2 separate regions of the Mus musculus genome follow, and region 2 is linked to region 1. The links are chromatin contacts, called in public HiChIP or PLAC-seq maps. All regions are on one chromosome and are shown on one strand. The core of a region is the stretch at or near the end of the contact, and the rest is flanking DNA. Distances in the headings are between cores, read along the strand shown.

The links. HiChIP or PLAC-seq counts read pairs in DNA pulled down with a chosen protein or histone mark.
Region 2: an H3K27ac HiChIP or PLAC-seq map of microglia shows a contact between it and region 1, with 5 times the contacts expected there. The contact joins two enhancer-like sites. A contact is called at or near these places in 1 of 39 promoter capture datasets (erythroid cells) and 1 of 115 datasets of contacts at active chromatin or transcription factors (microglia).

Annotation. Positions count from the first base shown.
Region 1 is chr2:131,501,136-131,504,573 of GRCm38.p6, forward strand. The region is part of intron 1 of Smox (spermine oxidase); the gene reads left to right. Among named protein-coding and RNA genes, the nearest start is that of Gm30679, 11 kb to the left of the region's middle. Within about 2 kb of position 1,611, at least 63 of the 459 cell types and tissues checked have an H3K27ac peak or open chromatin away from gene starts, as enhancers often do. A contact at or near this core is called in microglia, where this site is marked.
Region 2 is chr2:132,267,237-132,270,669 of GRCm38.p6, forward strand. All of the region lies in intron 1 of Cds2 (CDP-diacylglycerol synthase (phosphatidate cytidylyltransferase) 2), which reads left to right. It overlaps Gm46766 (a long non-coding RNA gene), which reads left to right. Exons shown (of 2, transcript XR_001783482.2): 2 at 1-1,868. Among named protein-coding and RNA genes, the nearest start is that of Gm46766, 5.4 kb to the left of the region's middle. Within about 2 kb of position 2,130, at least 136 of the 459 cell types and tissues checked have an H3K27ac peak or open chromatin away from gene starts, as enhancers often do. A contact at or near this core is called in microglia, where this site is marked.

The sequences.
Region 1 (3,438 bases), core at 361-2,860:
GCAGCCTAAAGTCACCAGGAGGGGGGGTCTTGGGCTAGTGAGAGATGACTGACTTTTTAGTGAGGGTCATGAGCTGTCTTGGGGTTTCCATTTGGCCAGGCAAAGCAACGTTACCATATCCCATACCCTGTTTATGAAGGAGTGACCGAGGCTAAAGACTGAGTCTAACATGGTGTTTGCCTGGCAAGCCTAAGCTAGCTCCAGGGGCAGGGAGACTAGAGTGCTCTGTGGCCCTCCCTGCCAGGCACCCAGGCCAAGAGGCAGGTGGCCTCCTAGTGATGGTCCCAGGTTAGTTTTGGCTGTGCAACTGTGCCAGGCTTTGAGATGACTCTCCCAGCCCCAAGTGCCTGGGATAATGTGTGCAGGGTTAGTCCATGGAGAGAGAAAATGAGAGGCAGCTTGCCTGGAGTACCCTTGGGATTGTTTCTCAGGGTTGGGTGGTGAGGGTGAGGGCCTGAGACCTGAATAAAGACCAGAGTCTGACCCTGGGTGGCCTCCATCTGTCTCCATAGCCCTCTTTACCTGTTTGCTCATTTGTACAATGGGTGGCAGGGTGCTTGTGAGTGTGAGGATATGGTGAACGGAGAGCCTAGCGCAGGGCTTGGTACAGAACATTAAAATCAAACAGCAGTCTGTCTGCTCTGCTGTTCATCTCTCGTTGGATTTGGGGGGCGTTATTCTGTTAATGCAAATGCTGTGTGTGATCATGTACCTCAGCTATGTAATTTGTAGTGGGATGAGTGAAAGTTTTGCTGGCAAGGGGTTTATTGAAGACAAGGACTCCCTCTTTGCAAATGCTCCCCAGATCCAGCAAGCCTTAGACAGCTCTGCATTGTGGGGCTGAAGTGTTTCTTTGCATGCAGGGAGCACAGTCTTCAGCGGGGTGAAGTGGAGGCTCTGTGATTCAGGAGAGAGGCTAAGCTTGCTGGAGACCCCCGCCTCCCTGGGTCTGCAGTCGTGTACAGTTGGGCTTTGTGCAGAGTCACGAGGGCCACTGAGGGTGCAGGGAGCTGAGAGGCTGAGTTGTGTTCACAGCCTCATTTTTTGCAAGTGGTTTTAGCAGAAAGTGCTGACTGAGCTAGTCTCCTTTTCCCCAGCGCCAGCTGGTGGGGAAGCCACCCCTCACCTGCCAGCTTACATGTTCTAGGTATCCATCTTTCAGTATCCTCCAAGGATAGATCGCTATTGCATCTGGCCCTGGGCCGGAGGACTCACATCTGGGGTGGGTTGGCCTGTGTCTGCAGGTAATGGTGACCTCTTGAGGTAGGTGGTGCCTTGTCTGTCCAGGTGATACCCAGTGCAGTTCTACTGTGTTTTGGGGGTGTGCTGGGGACTGTGACCTGCAGAAGCTTACCCATCTCGGGTGATGACCCTGGCAGGAGAACAGGGCTCAGGGCCAGAGTCCAGGCTCTACCATTTAGCCAGTGGGGCCTTCATTAGGTATTTGGCCTTGGGTAGGTTTTTATCTTTCTCACACCCCAGACTTATCACAAGGAGTAAAAGGATCAGCTAGATAGATAACAAAGAATTAGTCTGGGTTTATCCCAGCAGTGTCATGACTGGTCACTGAAGTCATGCTGGCCTGCCTTGGCTCCACATCCTGCCTCTCAGCGAGTTCCGGGAGGGCCACACAGCAGGCTCACTTCCTCTGTGCCAGTGCTGCCCCTGCCTTCCACCCTGACCTTTCTCTGTGGCCCTTGTAAGCTCTGACTTGTCAGGTTCTTAAGGGGGCAGCTCTGGCTTTTCTGTAGTCCTGGTGCCCAGGGCTGCCAGAGTGACACTCAGTAAAACGTGCTCAACGAGTGCCCCTTCTCCCTGGCGCTGGCTCGTCATAGTTTTCCTCAGACTTGTGTGCTGTATCTAGTCACTTTAGATCTGCCCAGCCTAGGCCTAGAACGCCCATATGCTTAACAAGAAGCTCACCACATCTCCCCTCGTGTCCTATGTCCACCCAGACTCCACATGCACTGGAACACAGCCTGTGGAGACTGAGGCCCGAAGGCTGTTGTCTGACTGACTGGATGGCTCCTTTCCTGTGGAGAGGAGGGGTGGGGATGCTGCTCATAGGGTATCCTGTCATCCAGTGGGAGGGAGGCGCGGGGCTAGGTTCTCCCTAGGAATAGCACAGGGCTTATCTGTATCTCTTGTCTTCATGAGAGTCATGGAGACTCCGAGGAGAAGGTGGGATGTGTCCTCCCCACTCCTGCTGACATGTCTGTTCCCAACTCTTCAGGCATGGATGGAAGGTCAGGTGAGTGCTTCTGGGACCCAGGGCCTCAGGCTCAGCCAGGAGATCTTTGGTAGGGAGGACAGTCTCCAGCCTTAGTCTCATGAGTTATTCTCCTCATCAGTATCTCTAAGCATCACCATCTAGGAACAGAACTGACTCCTTCCCTGCCTGCATTAGGTTCCCCAGCCTGGATCTTAGCTGCCTGTTAAACCTTTGAGTTAACCAGCTGTGAGCCTCAGCTCTGTCTTTATAATTTGATGTTAATTTGGGTCAAATGCACTACAAAGCAAGGCTGAATTTTACATGTAGATGTAGATCTCACTGAATACTTCTGTTAGGGAATATAGGAGCCGGACCAGGCCAATTGTTATCGCTGTTTCTACTTTAGGGATGACAAAGGGCTTCCAGGCTTGTTCGGTTAGACTCCAGCCCTATGTCTAGGGGCCATTCCTGCAGAGGAAGAGGCTGTAGAAGAGGGTTAAGAAGACATGGATGAGTGTGGTGCTATGTAAGGATACCCATTGCTTGAAGTGTATTCCAGACCTGGGCTACCGAGGACTTTGGGAGCTAGACAATGACAACATCAGAGGGGACCTTGACCATGACCTGGCCTCAGCTCTGTTACCCTTCTCCTCTGAAACCATGAGCCTCCTGGTGTCTCTACATTTAAAGCCTTGGCTTGAAATTAGCTTTCACAGATGACCCTAAAATAATACCCATGTTTGTGCTCCTATTCCGTGGCGCCTGACTTAAATGAGCTAGTGTGAGTTTAGGTGTTTGTAGACATCCCCTGGGGTCTGTAATGCTCCTGTCAGTGGGACTCTTAAACTGTTAGGCCTGCTTTCTAGTTCTGGTTTTCAGAACGGTGGGGATGGAGCTCCCGGAGTGAGGGAGGTTGTTGCCTGGGGATCTCTCCCTTAAGGCTTCCTAGATAGGAGACTGAAGGTTATTCATTATCTATTTCTGGGCAACAAATTGCCTCAAAGCTAGTAGTTTTAAAACAATGAAATCATCACCTGTAGCTCTTCTCTGAGTCACGAGTGAGGATGCAGTTGAGCTGGCTGGTTCTGGCTCAGGATCTCCCAGGAGGCTGCAGGCATCAAAAGTCTCTAGGGCTGGAGGATCTGCCCCCTTGCCAGGTCACTTCTGCTTGTAGATGGCACGACCACTGTGTCTTTCATAACCCTGTTTTAGGCATCATGTTCCAT
Region 2 (3,433 bases), core at 880-3,379, 770 kb after region 1:
GGCAGCAGGTTGTTTGCTATTTATTAACAGGGTTGTGTGCTCTAGGCTGGCCTCAGAGTTGTTATTTAGCTCATGCTGGTCTTGAATTGGAAATCCTCCTGTCTCTGTCTTCCCAGGCTTGTTATTAAAGGTATATGCCAACATGGCTAGAAAGGAGAATTCACATTTTAATTGCAGATAAATCAGAGTGTCTGTGAAATCAGCCTATCACTAGGCTCTGCCATGTTACCAGTGGTGTAAGTCAGTTGTCAAAACCTAAATCCTAAGTGGGAAAATTGAATGTGCTTCATGGATTAGTGTGTGTACAGGTTATGCACTAAGACAGAGCATGGCTGTTGTAAGAACATGTTAGCACTGTTGCTGCTGCTGGTTAAAACAGATTTTAATAAAATTTAAATTAATTTTTTTGTATGTGTTGGTGTTTTTTACTTTGTGGGAGTCTTTTTTCCACCCTTTCCACCCTTTTCTTCCACCTCTTTAACACCCTAACACTAGTTAAGAGAGAAAAAAGGATGTATGTTTGTATGTATGTATATGTAGAACCTGTGTGCCTGGTGCCCATGGAGCCAGAAGAGAGCATTGGATCCTCTGGAAGTAGAATTATTGATGGTTGAGAGCAGCCGTATGTGTGCTAGGAACTGAACCCAGGTCCCTTGCAAGAGCAAGTGCTGTTAGCCACTGAAGAATTCCTCCAGCCCCATGTATTATTTCTTTTTTAAAAAGTTTTCACATAAGGAGTGACTTGGGAATTGAAAAAGCAGAAAGCCTTAACCACGGCTTGTAGACATTATGTAGTGAAATGTGGGGAAAGGTAGGTTTGTCATATATCCTAGCATTTTAGGGTGCTTAACATTTTTTAAATGTTTATTTGTTATTTATTGTCTGAGGTGTGCATTGGCACATGCAGAGGTCAGAAGGTAACTTGCAGAGTGGCTGCTTTTTTCTGCCTGTAAGACCCTGGAGTTTGCAATGAGCTTGGTGGTAAACACCTTTACCCATTGAGCCATCTTGCTGGTATATGTTGGAGAAACAATATTTTATTTTAAAGACTCAGTTACTTCTCAATTTATGACTTCTTGAAATCCATTTTCCCCTACAAAGTTAATTTTATTCAAAATACTTTGCATTTGCATGCATTAGCATATGTCCTTTTTTAAACAATTTTTTATTAGATATTTTCTTTATTTACATTTCAAATGCTATCCTGAAAGTCCCCTATACCCTCCCTAGGCCTTGCTCCCCAACCCACCCACTCCCACTTCTTGGCCCTGGCGTTCCCCTGTACTGAGGCATATAAAGTTTGCAAGACCAAGGGGCCTCTCTTCCCAATGATGGCCGACTAGGCCATCTTCTGCTACATATGCAGCTAGAGGCACGAGCTCTGGGGGTACTGGTTAGTTCATGTTGTTGTTTATGACTTAATACCCTTTAAAAATGTTAGTTTGCTATCTTTGACTCGGGGTCTTACAGGTTGTTGCTTCCTGTAAGAGGTACCACCATCTGCCAAGTTAAGTTTCTTGCCTAAGGTAACATAGTTAGGTGTAGGGCTTGGTAGTGTGAGTCATGTAAATTTTTCCTCTCATGTTGCATAATGTCTTTAAGGATAGAATTAATGCATTAATTTAAAGTCGTTACAGGTTCTTATATTGACATGTTTTGGTTTTAATAATTAGATTTTATCTATCCTTATTTCTTGATATTTTTTTTTCTTTTTTTTCTTTTTGTAAAGACAGAGTTTCACTGTATCCTGGAACTCAGTGTGTAGAGCAAGATGACCTTGAACTCACAGAGATCCTGGGCTTTCTTGAGGACTGGGATTAAGGGCGTGTACCACCACTTGAGGCTCAGTTTTCTTATGTAATTATAAATAAAAAGTTGCAAAAAAATATCTTAAGTATAAGATGTAAAATACAAGTGAGGTCTCAGTGTGTGTGGTGTGATTGGGGGAAGTTTTTTGTTTTTGTTTTTGTTTTTTTTTTTTAAGAGAAAGTAGATTTAACAATTCTTAATCATTGGTTCTCTGATTTATACATTTTGAAGTCCATTCCAGAGAGTAGCCACTAGGCCATCTGTGAGTGGCCCTTTTGGGGCTTGGCCACCACAGAACTTCACTCAGGGCAGTGAGAGTGAGGTTACTAGAGGAAGTGCTGGCCAGGCATGACTAAGCAGCAGAGCTGTCTGTCCCAGCATCCGTCATCAGATTGACACCTCTCAGAACATACTCTGTTTCAGTCTGCAGTGCGCATTGCCTGTGGCTCTAGTATACATAGTGTCTCTGGTTGAGGCTGATGTCAGTATGTATAGGGTCAGATCTATAATTTTATCAGGGTTGTGAGCTCATGCTCACACGCTGGGGGTGGAACCAGGGCCTTGTCCATGCTTGGCAGGTCATCTACCACTCACCTATATCCAGCCTCTTTTTGATTCCCAGTGAGCTGGGGTTGTTTTGTTTTTGTTTTTGTTTTGTTTTGTTTTGTTTTAAAGTTGTTTTTATTTTTAATGGGGTAGGAAGTCATACCTAGGCTCTAATGGTTTCTACTTCAGTCATTCTACACCCCTAACCCTTAAAACAAAAACCTAAAAATTAGTGTGTGAGTGTGTGTGTGAGAGTGTGTGTGTGTGAGAGTGTGTGTGTGAGAGTGTGTGTGTGAGAGAGAGTATGTGTGTGTATTTGTGTGTGTAGAGTGTGTGTGTGTGTGTGTGTGTGTGTGTGTGTGTGTAGGTAAACATGCTATGCTGAGTGTGTGGAGGTTGTGTTCCTGGGTTTGAATTCAGGTCACCGTCTCTCAGCCAAGCCCTTGGTTTTTGGAGACAACGTCTCTCATGTAATTTAAGCTAGCCCTCAACTCTTGATCATTCTGCTTCTGCTTCTTAAGTGCTAAGATCATAGGCCTGTGTCACTGACCCTGGGAGAAACTCATTGAAAATGAATCTTGTGATTCATTTCACAGTTCAAATAATCATTCTTTAGATTGTTTGAAAGCGTCCGCCCAGTATTTCTAGTTTTCACAACTCTCCATTCTCCTGAGGTTGTATAGGCTGATCGAATTCCTTCATATAGCTTGTTTATTTGTACTTGTCCTGTGACAGTTTCTGGTCCTTGAGTGGCCCAAGAGGCTGTGGGGTTAAAAAAGTACAGCCACTCACTCCTCCAGTTTGGGAAAGAGGCTTGGGCTCTTGACTACTAAGTGTGCCAGAGACTTGTTGAATGAATGCTGATTTGTTCCTGGCATTAAGCAGGGTTTCAGCTCTCCAAGGCCTGTTGTCTAGTAGCTGCTTGACTGGGGGAGTAGTGAGGCACCCCACCCCACCGCCCCATTAGCCACCTTCCCTGTGCCAGTCACTGATCTTTGACCTCATGTTTATCCAACAGTAGGGATGGCATTGGGCCCACATGGCTGCCTGTCCTCGGAAAGTTAAATTTTATCAAATT